Regions from separate parts of the Ovis aries genome. Here region 2 is linked to region 1. The links are chromatin contacts, called in public Hi-C maps. All regions are on one chromosome and are shown on one strand. The core of a region is the stretch at or near the end of the contact, and the rest is flanking DNA. Distances in the headings are between cores, read along the strand shown.

The links. Hi-C and Micro-C count contacts between places; a contact is called where the count stands out from the background.
Region 2: a contact with region 1 is called in a Hi-C map of hypothalamus, with 8 times the contacts expected there. The contact joins two enhancer-like sites. A contact is called at or near these places in 3 of 16 Hi-C or Micro-C datasets (hypothalamus, muscle and tail adipose tissue).

Annotation. Positions count from the first base shown.
Region 1 is chr17:39,770,282-39,776,939 of ARS-UI_Ramb_v3.0, reverse strand. No RefSeq gene overlaps it. Among named protein-coding and RNA genes, the nearest start is that of RAPGEF2, 360 kb to the left of the region's middle. Within about 2 kb of position 3,984, at least 2 of the 54 cell types and tissues checked have an H3K27ac peak or open chromatin away from gene starts, as enhancers often do. A contact at or near this core is called in hypothalamus, where this site is marked.
Region 2 is chr17:40,033,779-40,040,436 of ARS-UI_Ramb_v3.0, reverse strand. All of the region lies in intron 3 of RAPGEF2 (Rap guanine nucleotide exchange factor 2), which reads left to right. Among named protein-coding and RNA genes, the nearest start is that of RAPGEF2, 97 kb to the left of the region's middle. Within about 2 kb of position 3,921, at least 12 of the 54 cell types and tissues checked have an H3K27ac peak or open chromatin away from gene starts, as enhancers often do. A contact at or near this core is called in hypothalamus, where this site is marked.

The DNA of each region.
Region 1 (6,658 bases), core at 2,735-5,234:
TGGAGAACCCAACTAAGACATCCTTATTTCCACCCAACAAAACACTCACCACTAATTTAATCATCGTATTTTGAGACCATTGTGTGTTTGAGGCCAAAGAAGTTTCTTTAGAAAGAAAAGGGTCAGAATCCACAGTGGATTTGAATACTGGTCCCATCACTTACTGGCTGTGCAACCTTAAGCAAGTTACTGTGGTAGATACTGTGGATCAGTCTGTCCAAACGTCATTCTACACTCCTTCTAGTGGGGCACTGAAATGTGCATCTTCTTTTTGTTGTTGTTTTTAAAAATGATTTTATTATACTTATTGTTATTTTATTTATTTAAAACTTTTATGTGAGGCATGCAGTTTCTTAGGTTCCCATTCAGGGATTGAATCTGAGCCCCCTACATTGGAAGCATGGAGTCTCAATCACTGGACTTCCAGGGGAGTCCCTGAAATGTGCATCTTCTCCATAGCGATGCAGCCAGCATTCTGGATGTGAGTCAGATGTGTGAGACTTGAAAGGCAGAACTGAATTGGAGACTATTTTCCTCCTTCTTGGCTTCTCCTGGTGAGCAAGCCTGTGATGACTTTCCTGTGATGATGCTTCATTATCCTGGGTGTTGAGAGGCAGCCACAATGACAGGATGGTCTGCAGGCTTGCTCTCCATACCCCTGGTCAGAACAAAATGAACAGGCTGCTATTTTCAGTTGGTAAAAGATGATATTCACTGGCTGAATAACCAGTGAATCTGAAGGTAGAACTTTCAAAACAACAGCTTTCAAGGAGCAACACCTGAACTGGCCCTACTAAGACTGGCGTAACTGCAAAAGTCAGCATGAGCAGAGATTCTTCTTTTGGAAATGATGCTTCTCCTTGCTGGAGGACTTCCTTAGAGCATACTCTCAACTCTACTCTCTGTCACGATGTGACTGGGGAAAGCACTTGGACACTCTCAACTGTTCCTGTCTACAACATGTCAGCGATGATCCTGACCCTGGGTGAGGTCGTGGGTGTAGGAGTGTCTTTGGCAGACTGTCTGCCAGAAAGTTCTTGGCTGTAAGCGTGTCTGTCCAAATCTGCGACTGTGTGTAGATGGATCCACGTGGGTCTATATGTGTGTATCTGGATGGATCTTTCACGTCTGTAAATAGTTAGCTGGTGCATCCGTGTGAGTTTCTAGGAACACGTGACTGTGTTCATGACCAAATTTGTGTGCACATTGCTGGTGGGTATATCTATCTATGTTGCGGGTGTGTGTGCTGTGTATGTGATGGTGCATGTGGTGTTTGGCAACGATTGTGCGTGGATTTGTCTTTGCCTGCACGTTCTCTACCTGAATGATTTCAGATGAATACACCTAACTTTGTCATCAGGTCGACCAGCTGTCCTGCTATACTTGTGTGTGGAGTGTGTGTATGGGTGTATACACAGTACACGCCCATCCCCAACACACACACCGCCCTCCAGTGCTTACCAGAAGAAAGTGCCTTGCCCACTACATCACAGCAGGACTTGGACTGCCTACAATAAAGCTGGTTTGTGGCTTGGTCCTCACGTCCACATGACCAAGTTTCCACGACTGTCCTTGAGCGGTAGAGGAGTAGTGTGCCTTCTGGAGTTGGGAACCCAAGCATGAGAGAGCATTGTGCAGGCTCCAACCCACAGGAAGTTCTTAATAGTGGGAGGTGAAATATACACCCCCTGGAGGTGGGAACAGGATCACCAGGGAGTGGGTGGGGTGGTGAGTGGAGGCTGTTACATCACATTTCTGTTTGGTGAGTCAGTTGGCAGTTGATGATGGTGGAAAGAACCTTCCTTCTGGCATCGACATGCGAGGGTTTCTGCCCCTGGGAATATGCAGAATATGCTATCTTCCCATGTGACTCTGTATAGGAAATGGTGGAGCTACCAGCAACCCCACTACCCAGGAGCTGTTTGTGGGAGGTGTACTCCGTGCTAGGCACTGAACTAAATCATTTACACACTATCTCCTTTGATTCTCCAAACAACTTTATGCGGTGGATACTATTACTGGTTCCATTAAAAAAATGAGAAACTGAGGCCTAGTAAAGCTAAATAACCTGTCCAAGGTCACACAGTTGAGAGGTAGTAAAGTCAGCTTTTGAATTAATTCACGCAGTCTAAACTCAAAACTCTATTCATAATAATCACAGGGCATTTCATGGCCTCCTGCCTCCGTTTTGCAGAAGACACGAAAGCAGGTGGCAGGGTGCTTGCTAACAATTTGAAGTAAGACAAGTGTAAGGAAGGTATTGGTGCCTTAAAAAAAATCTTAAATTTTTAGCAAGGGTGCAAAGTCTATACAGTCTTGCCAACAAACGATGCTGGGACAACTGGAAAATGATTTTGGACCTAGGAGCCCTCGTACTAGCAAACTATTCATTGAATGTGAGGGTGGAGCACAGGCGTTTTCAGACATGCAAACACTTTACTTCCTGTATACGCTTTCTCAGGAAACCACTGGAGAATGTGTTCCCATCAAAACTGTGGGAAAAAAATAAGAAAAAGGACCACACAACACCCAGGAAATGGGGTTTCGCTACAGGAAAGCAACAAATGAAAAATTGTGGCTGACATCTGGACAGGAGGTCTGGAAACACCAATCCATACAAAAATAAAAACACTGAAAATTTTAGGAGGAGGTATTCAGGGCAAAAGCACACACATAATACTCTGATGGTTTAGACCATGGAATAAATAGGTCTGAGAGAAAATGTTTTTAGAAAATGAAGTAAATGAAAAAAAGTGAGGAAATAATTGACTCCAGAAAAAAAAATGTTGTACACAAAGTAAACATAACTGGAGCATACTACTTCATTCAAGAGTGAGTGTATTTAAAGTTACAGTAAGGTGGATAAACATTGATTCAATAAAAAATTATCATATAGCTGTATGGGTAGATGCAGAATAAAAGCCTTAGCTACTATTGTAAGGAGTCAACACGTAAGGTGCAAAATGAATGAGTCAAGGGATATTGATAAAAACAATATTTATAAAAAAGAACTAAAATAATACAAGCAGTAGTTTAACTTTTTTTTTTTTTTAGGATTTTAAAATGGTTGCTCTGGGACACAGGAGTTTAGGTCATGGAAAGCAGACAAGTCCGTTTTTCCTATATGACTTTTGGTACTGCGTGCACACACTTGGCTAAAAAAACTAATGTAAAAATCAGCCAAGAAAAAACCCACAAGTGTTTGGCAGAGGATTCTTTGTAAAATTTGCAAGTACCCCTGATATAGAACATAAATTAAAAATAAACTCTTGACATTTCTATGTCCAGCACTTTGTTGAGAATGGACATTCTGAAATGCACATCCATGTCAAAACACAGATATTAGATAAATGAGAGCAAACATATTTTTAAAGACATTGCTGAACTTACGAGTTAAAGGGAGTCTTCAATGAACAAAGAATCAGACGTTTAACAACAAAAATCAAGGTGGTTCAAAAGTAGAGTGAAACATAACAGCTGAAACCAGTGCGACTGTCAGAAGACTAGCCTAGGTTAATCTGAGCCAGGTCTCTAGTCAAGACTAGGGCACTGTTGGTTAAAACTTCCCCTTCTCCACAAGCAGAATTTCAGCCTGACAAAGTAGGTGAACCTGAGAGCCCTCACATGAAACCAGGTCTTCAGGTAAAAAGAGAAATTTAGGAAAATCTGCCTGCTGGCGATGTAAACCAATAAGAAAGTTGGTCTGTCTTCACTGATACTGGGTTTTAAAAAATTCAATAGTAATTCCTAATGTTTTGCAACACAGTGTTACTCTCATATAAAGCTGGGATCAGAATTTTAGCACATTCCCAGGCTGGGAAAGCCCAAGGCAAGACATTCAGCTGAAATGGCAATCTTAGTTGGTAATACCCTCTAGCAGTTGGCAGAAACCAAAGCAATTCAGGTAATTCAGGATTCCTTCATTTAAAGTTCAACCAAATTTGAGCTCAGCATAAAATCTAGTGAGTCTTAGGATGTATGCAAAACAAGCCAGCAGGAGCGAGGCTCAAAAGGAAGAACAGGAGTGCCTAAGACACATGCAGAGACTAGACAGTGAAACTGTTAAGCAAGTATATAAAGCAAGTATGTTTAAAGTATTTGAAAAGGGTGTTTAAGATGAAAGAAAGAGGCATTTATCCCAACCAGAAATTTCAAGGTAGGTTTCCTAAGGGGGATGATGACTGAGCGAGGTCTGGACAATTAAGAATGACCCAGGTGAATGGGGCACGGCAGAGGCACTTGTGTGATCCTGGCTGTCCCCCACAATCCCCTTCCCTCCAAAGCGGTGGGGCCCACTGACTCAGCGGACCTCTGAGATAAAGGAAAAGCCCACCGTCCCTGTGCAGCGGGCGACCATTGTGATGCTAGGGACGCTGGGAACAGCAAGGCACCACCAAATCTAGAGGCACAAAAAGCAATAACACAGGCGCAGGGCCAACACCACAGACAGAGGCAGCGAAGGGGGGAAAGTGCCAGCTGTCAAAAAACAAACAAACAAACAAAAAACAACAACAAAAACAAACCCAGAGGCAGCGCAGGTAAGACGATCCCAAAACTTGTGCTAAAGCGCCACCTAATGGAAACCAGAAGAAAAGACTCCAATTTCTAAACTTGAATCCTTGTTTAGTCGCTAAGTCGTGTCTGACTCTTCTGTGACACCACGGACAATAGCATGCCAGGCTCCTCTGTCCATGGGATTTCCCAGGCAAGAGTACTGGAGGGGGTTGCCATTTCCTTCTCCAGGGAATCTATCCGAACCCCGGGTCAAACCTGTGGCTCCTGTTTTGTCTCCTGCATTGCAGGCAGATTGTTTTTACCACTGAGCCACCAGGGAAGGAGGTTGAATCTTTAGCATGAAGCAGAAGGATGCTCCCAACTTCACATAGCAGATTAATCATCAGACATAATGAAGAGCTACAGTAAAACTGCACCACAAAAATAAAATGACCGTCCTCCATAAACCAAACTTAAAGGTGTGGGATATTGCCTTCTAACCGATGAGGAATGAATTGGTTCTTGGTGAAATAGCTATCATGATGAAACTCAACAAACTACCAGAAAACTCAGAAAGGCAGTCCAGTGAGTTTAGGAATAAAATGAGTGAACAGAAGGCTTTACCAAAGAGACTGAGACTCTAAAAAAGAATCCAACTAATTTTGTAGTGAATAACTCAATACATGATACAAAGAATATGTTAGAAAGCCCTGGAAATAGAGCAGACCACATAAAATAAGAAACCTAGAAATAATACGTGGAGAGGAGGAAAGAGAAATAAGACATAAAATGTAAGGAAATTCTACAAGAACTATATGACTCTTTTAGGAAGGACAACATTAAGGTAACAGATATCCCAGAAAAAAAAAGACAGGGAGAAGGGAGCAGTCAATGTAAGACATAAATAAATAAATAGGGAATATAAAATTATAGCTGAGAACTTCTCAAGCATGGGGAAGGAACCAGACGTACAAGTCCACAAAGCCAGTGAAAAGAAAGCAGATGTAGCCATACTTAGAACAGACAAAACAGACCTCTAGAAAAAATGGACGGTATATAATGTTAAAGGGGACAATTCATTAAGAAGAAATAGCAGTTATTAATATATATGAAGACAGGAGCACTAACATATATAAAGCAATTATTAACAGATCTAGAAGGAGAAATTGACAACAACATAATATTAATAGTAGTAAGGGACTTTAATATCCTACTTACGTCAATTAATAGATCTTCCAGAAAGAAGTTCAACAAGGAAATAGTGGCTTTAAATGAAACATTAGAACACGTGAATTTGATAGATTTGTATGAACATTCCACCCAGATGTAGCAGAACATGTTGGGTTGGCCAAAACATTCTCTCAGAACATCTTACAGAAATGCCTGAGTGAACTTTTTGCCCAACTCAATACATTCTTTTCAAGTAAGCATGAAACTCTCTCAAGAGTAGCCCATATATTGGAACACAAATCAAGTCAATAAGTTTTGTTGTTGTTGTTCAGTCACTAAGTCATATCTGGTTCTTTGCAACCCCATGAACTGCAGCACTCCAGGCTTCCCTATCCTTCATTATCTCCCAGAGTTTGCTCAAACTCATGTACATCTCATCCTCTGTTGGCCCTTTCTCCTCTCGCCTTTAATCTTTCCCCAAAGCAGAGTCTTTTCTAATGAGTCAGCTCTTTGCATCAGGTGGCCAAAGAATTGGAGCTTCAGCATCAGTCCTTCCAATGAAATTCAGGGTTGATTTCCTTCAGGATTGAAATTCAGGTTTGATCTCCTTGCTGTCCAAGAGATGCTCAAGAGTATTCTCTAGCACCATAGTTTGAAAGCATCAGTTCTTCAGTGCTCAGCCTTTTTTATGGTCCAACTCTCACATCCATACATGACTACTGGAAAAACCATAGCTTTGACTGTATGGACCTTTGTTGGCAAAGTGGTGTCTCTGCTTTTTAATAAGCTGTCTAGGTCTGTCAAGTCAATAACTTTAAGAAGATTGAAATCATATCAAGTATCTTTTCTAAACAAAATAGTATGATACTAGAAATCAACTACAAGCAAAACGCTGGAAAATCATAAATATGTGAAGACTGGACAATATACTGATGAATACCTACTGGGTAAACAAGGAAATCAAAGGAGAAATAAAAATACTTGAAGATAAATG
Region 2 (6,658 bases), core at 2,672-5,171, 260 kb before region 1:
TAAGATCAGTGGCATCTTCTAAGGCAGTTTCCTCTAAATCCACGTCTTGCAGAACTTTGGCCCCGCTGCCCCTCTCCCAGGACCTAGCGGTCTTTTCAGTCTGTGATGTGGTTTCTGGTTTCCACAGTCGCCTGTGTCCAGATGTCCCCTCCCTGTCCCCACCACATCCCCTTCCTGCTCCGTGGCCACCCTGTGCTCAGCTCTGCCTGAACCTCTGTCCCCTCCTCCTCCTGGAGGAGGAGCTGCCCCTTCCCTGTGGTGTTGCTCCTCTCCCCCCAGATCTCCCTCCCCTGGAGGAGGAGCTGCCCCTTCCCTGTGGTGTTGCTCTTCTCCCCTGGTCCCTCCTCCCCCTGGAGGAGGAGCTATGGCTTTGCCCGGTGGCTTCCCTCACCGCCCCCACCTGTGGTTCCTTGCCCAGACTTATAGGATAAAGATGCTCAACTGTGAGCTTGGTATGTTGTGATGTACACATGTGCTGTGTGTAAGTATGAAAATTCAAATACTCGTGGATACATGTCTACCCACAAGTAGACTTACTTGAGATTGATTTATGTACATATGGTGATAGTTTAAGGTTTCTCAGCAATAGTTTTCAGAGAAGGCAATGGCAACCCACTCCAGTACTCTTGCCTGGAAAATCCCATGGATGGAGGAGCCTGGTAGGCTGCAGTCCATGGGGTCGCGGAGAGTCGGACACGACTGAAGCAACTTAGCAGCAGCAACAATACTTTAAAAAACACAATATTTTATATTTACTTTTAATCTTTGAAAATGTTTTATTTTTGTGATTACTCAAAGAGCAGTAAAATAAAAACATTTTAAAATGTATTTAGTTTGTGAACTCCAGCAGGGCAGAAACTACACTGGCTTAGATTGTGCTTGTGTTGCCCAGCACAGACATTTGCATCTTGTCTGTTCTCAGTTGTTATTTTTTTGCATTTACTTGAAAGGAGCTATTCCTTTGCTAGATCAGCTGAGAAAGACCTTCTTAATGGTCTTTCAGGTAAAACAGCCTGCATGTTAGGGTTAGGGTTAGGTGTTAAGTCCTTTGTATTGATTTTCTGTGAAACTACTTAGTAAAAACCTGAACTCTTCTTAAATTCAGCTGTTTAAAGTTGCATGTAGTCAGCAAATGAGGTTCCCTCCCTGTGCTTTCTGATCGGTGCGGCCACAGCGCTGTGAGCTGGCAGTACGTGTCAGCCCTGACCTTCGCAGTAGGGTGGGCAGGTTTGGTGTGGGTTTGTTTCTGGACGGCTGCGAGTTCTTTTTAGAATTTCTGGTGCCAGTTTTCTGTAGGTGAGGAGCAGGTTTACCCTGAAAATGAAACTGTAGTGTGTAACTGAAAGACACAGATGTGTGAATTTCATGAACCACTGGTGGGTTTCAGAAGAGTATTTGGCTGCTGTGTCAAATTTGAGAAGTTGTCCCTCAGGTCCTTGGGTTTAGCCATCTGCCCTCTATAGCTGAATCACTGATGAATGGATTCTCATAAATTGTAATCTGCATCGATGTTTTTTCTTTCATTCAAAAAAAGTTTATTGAGTAACTTCATGACACTTAAGACCTCACTCCTTCATTTTGTCTTTAAAATGAATTTTATAAAGTTAAGAATGACTATATGTTGAGTCTATAGAATATTTGGCTTTACTAGTTCTTTAGTTGTTTATATCATTCCCTTTGCTGATTTAGTGAATTAACCTGGTTAGAAAAAATTATGTCCACGTATTTCCCCCATTTTCAAAATACTGATTTTTTTAAAAATAAAAATATTTTCAAAATACTTTAATATATTCAAAATAAAATATTTTCAAAGTATTTAGCTGAAGTAGCCTCAATATTTCCATCAGTTATCAGAGTTCTTACTGATGTTACTGATTTATCCTATTTGTTGGGTTTGAGCCACTATAGTTTGTTGAGAGGAAATTAAGGATTTTCTGAAAAACTTAATGTTATAATGATGCTGTTTTTCCTTCAGAGTTGTTAGTGATAAAAGTGAAGTAGCTTCTTATGATTTGGAACTTTAAGGAAATGGAACAAAAAGTCAGCCTCTGCTTGCAATACGTGTTTTCCTAAGTGTGGAAACTTTTGGTTACGTGCTTGTATATAATTAAATATTATGAAGTATATAATTTTATAGAACAATATTGCTGTTCTTTACGTCAGAGGAATGTGCTTGTTAACCCTTGGTAGAGGACTCTTTCTATCACATGTCCTACACTTGATGCCTGAGTACGGCTGATGTGTGCTCTTTACTTTGGCTTTCTTTGGACAGTGATCTGGTGTTGTCAGGGTTGCACACTGCCGAGCTCCTTTAACTTTTCTAGTCAGCTTACTTTCTGCCATTGGCTGCACAAAAATGTATCATATGTATTTTGTCTTGGAGCATAAGGCTTAGAGTCCCATCAGGAAGCAACAACAAATTTTATTAAACTTTTTGGTAAATCCAGTAGCAGAAGTGACGGTAATACATTTGTGAAAAAGAGCACAATTCTTATATATCTATTCTATCTGCATGTTGAAAGGTGGCGATTGTCAGGGCTACAGAACACTTCATTCATGGGAAATCCTCCTCGATTCCTTCGTGGTGGCAGTTAGTGGTGGAAGAGCTGGATGAGGTTCTGTCCCCTGGGGCGGGTCATGTCCCTACTGAGAACCTCTGGTCTGAGCTTGCGGCTGGGCTCCCGTGAGAAGGTACGGGGTCGTCTGGTGTCAGAAGGCAGAGTTAGTCCTGCTCTGGTTGTTGGTATAATTGTATATATGAGAGTACACATCTGCACCGCTCAGAAGAGACTAGTGACCGTGTGTGTGTGTGGGGGGGCCGGGGAGGTGGGTAGAATAAGATGTCAGACTTCATCAGGGGCTTTGGAGAGGACCCCACAGGATGTGGTGGTGGATTGTGCAGAGGAAGAAATGCAGGAAGACTGTTTTCTGTTTTATCCTTAGGCTGGATGATGTTACCAGGACAGCAACTGTAGGAGGAGAAACAAGTGTTTTCCTAGTCGTAGTCTCTGGTGGCAGGCCCTCTGAGTTCCTTGCTTGTGGGCTCCACTTACTTAGTGGAATTTGGATGGTCTTCATTTTGGTTCCCATTGACCGAAGCCAGTAGGCCCGGGAGGTAACACTGCTCCCAGATGCCGGCGGCTGTTGTGTGAAGGTGGGGTTGCATCTGGGTAGTGTGCGTAATACAGTGCAGTCTCCCTTTCTAAACTGACCCAAACCCTGATGCTTGTGGGTCCCCGTGGCTGCGTGTCCCCACCCCTTGCTGAGTGGGCGCCCTCTCCACCGGCCTGTGTTCCCGTGTGGTGGCCGCCTCTGTGCATCTGTGTGTCCTGATGCCCAGTGGCTGTCGCCCCATACAGCCCCATAGCGCATCCTCCACTTGGGTCCCTCCTGCCTGTGCTGCGCTGCCCTTGACCTGCTCCTGGGGGAGACCCTTCCTGTAGACCCGATGCACTCCTTGGGCACTGAATTCTCATCCCGATGGTGTGTTTTTTGCCTGGGGACCATTCCTCTAGTTTCTGTTGGTTGACATCCCCTCTCTCCAAATACACACACACAGAGACCAGATGTCAATTTGTGGCTGGTAGGGGTGGGTGTGAAGCTCTGTGTCTACAAGGACAGGAGTGCCTTTGCCTGAAGCCCCTTCCTCACCCCATCCCTCCTACCCTTTTTGAAGCCTTTTGGCCACTTGGGCTTCACTTAAATTTTCGTATTGTATTAGCAACGAAATTAAGTGGCTTCTCTCCAATTACTTTTTTGCCCTCTGATAATCCCCTTTCTGACTTAGCTGCTTTCCTTTGAGTTATTAGCTTATTGTCCGCAGCCCCCTTCCCCCACGCCCCCGCCTCCATCATCTTGCGCTGGGTCCCTGTATTCAGTCTGCTTCCTAAAGGGGAACTGGGGACCACGCAGCTGCTCACAAAGCCCTTTCGTGGGGAGACACTGCCACCCTGTGGATATCTAGGTTTTTGTCAAGGATGTTCTTTAACCCTCACTTCATTTTTCTAGTTCCTAGTAAATTGAAACTCAATGGCTTTGACTTTCAGACACTAACACCTCACCTGAGTTAGTGTCTGTTCAACTATTAATTAACTTATTGATAAAATATCTGAGTGCCAGTTGAGCATCGTCTAGTGTGTCCGTGGAAGTACTGAAGAGTAGAGGAAAGACTTCTGAGATAATGATACTCTGCTTCTTGTGAACAAGTCCATAGTGGCTGGGAACCCAGCAGAGAGTGACTCACTTTATTTGGAAGGTACTAAAATGTTTCTCAGAGGAAGTGGTCGTTAACCTGGAATTCAAAGGATGAGTAAGGAGTTTACTAGGCTGAAGGTACCCTTTAGGAGCTGGAAGAGCAGGTTCGTTCGAAGGCCCTGAGGCATGGGCGGAGGAAACGGTGTAGGTTGGTGAGTTGCGCAGTCTGAATCCAGGTCTTATTGGGGTTGAGAGCAGAGAGGAAAGGTGAAGGTGACCCTTTCAGAGGCGGTTGTGAGAGAGAGGAAGAGACCAGTGTGCTGTGTCCCTGCTCTGCAGGGCGCTTGGTATGTATTGTGTCATTAAATCAGAGTGACGTTGTGGAGGACTAATATCCCCATTTCACAGTTGAGGAATCAGAGCCCCAGGACCTGACGTCACCAGGATCACATGGCTGGTATGACAGAATGTGTGTTCCAAACCTTTACTCTTTGCAGGGCGTCAGACTGCTGCTTTTAGTTGCTGGTCGTCGGGGCTGGGCTTCCTCCTGTCCAGGTTATAAGCAGAAGCCTGTCTTGATCTCAGTTCCCTGAGCAGATGCTGACTGCCAAGATCCTGACCCGTTCCTGCAAGCTGCAGCTCCTGGCTCTGCCTGCAGGGGGCGTCCATGTGAGTGGAGGGAGACACCTAGGTTGCTCAGGGATGAGAAATGGGTAGAGAAAAGCACAAAACAGAATAAATGAGATGGGATAAGTATTTTGGAGTGTGGGAATCAGTGAGAAGACCTTATTGAAGAAGTAGTGTTAGAGCCATTCCTTTGGGGCGCAGGTTGACTTAGAAGGTAGGGAGATACCATCTAGGAAGGGGGTTTGTGCTGAGGAGCAGAGGGAAGTGAGGTGGGAAGAGTGGGACCAGGTTACAGTGGCTTCTTCCTGTCATTCCAAGGCTGCACCTGCGCTTCTGGTTTAGCCCAGGAGTGTGGGCACCTAGAGTGGTCAGTCGTGATGGCTTTTTAGGGTCCTTCTGTCTGATCGCATGGCATGGCGGATCGGTCATTTTATGATGTCCTGTTTATATTTTGCTTGCTTGTTTTGTTTGGCTTGATTCATTTTCTCTCTGTTGACAGAATCAAAACAGAAGCTCTGCTAAGGGTCTTATCATACCCTGGGCTTTTTGGCTTTCATCTTGTCGGGTGTAGGATGGCAGGTGTTGGAATCAAATCTTTGTCTTGCAGTTCTTAGCTCTGTCTAAAACTTCTAGGTCTTCTCTAAGTGTTCATTTTGGTGATCAGAGGGGCCTCTGTAATCTCTAGGTGTCTCTTTTCTACCTGTTACTGGTGATGTAACGCTAAAGTTATTTGCAAATGTTCAGTTACTCTGAGATTCCACTTTTACCATTTCAGCAATCCTTGATGGGACTCCTGAGCTCATAATTTTAAAACATTAAACAACTGGGAAAAATACAGATGACATTGGTGAATACAATTAGTTGTATCCACAGTGACTGGCGTGTCGCATTTTTTTCCCCTGGCCATTTGTTCCTGTTAGGCTTGTAATTATTATTCTACTAGTGAGTCTTCTGTTAGCCAGCTGTGCCGCCACATATGTCTGCAAGCGAGATCTCAGGTTCATTTTGCTTCTCCTCTAAGTGTAGACAAGTTGGATGCTGTTACTGCTAGGTAATTTCTTTCTCTTCCTTTCTTTTTAAAAAGTAGTCATTACTTGGTAATATAGAGTCCCGCAGTGACAGGTGCCCCGTGGGAAGGGGCGTGGTTGCAGATGTTGAAGGAAAATGGCTTATGTCTACACTGAAACACTGCCTGCCTGATACAAAATTATTATAAATCCAGGAGAGGGCAGGGTAGCACAGTGGTTTCTAACAAACTCAGGAGACTTTTCAGGCCAATTGAGTAAAACAGATTTTGTTGGTGGCATCTCACTGTGAGAAACTTAAGCGACTTATTGTTTTTGTATTCTATTCTATTTTTATAACAAAGCCCTCCTCAGTGATCAGTGCAGATAAATAGAAGAAGACAATAGAATGGGAAAGACTAGAGATTTCTTCAAGAAAATTAGAGATACCAAGGGAACATTTCATGCAAAGATGGGCTCAGTAAAGGACAGAAATGGTATGGACCTAACAGAAGCAGGAGATATTAAGAAGAGGTGGCAAGAATACACAGAAGAACTATACAAAAAAGATCTTCATTACCCAGATAATCACGATGGTGTGATCACTCACCTAGAGCCAGACATCCTGGAATGTGAAGTCAAGTGGGCCTTAGAAGGCATCACTACCAACAAAGCTAGTGGAGGTGATGGAATTCCAGTTGAGCTGTTTCAGATCCTAAAAGATGATGATGTGAAAGTACTGCACTCAATATGACAGCAAATTTGGAAAACCCAGCAGTATCCACAGGACTGGAACAGGTCAGTTTTCATTCCAATACTAAAGAAAGGCAATG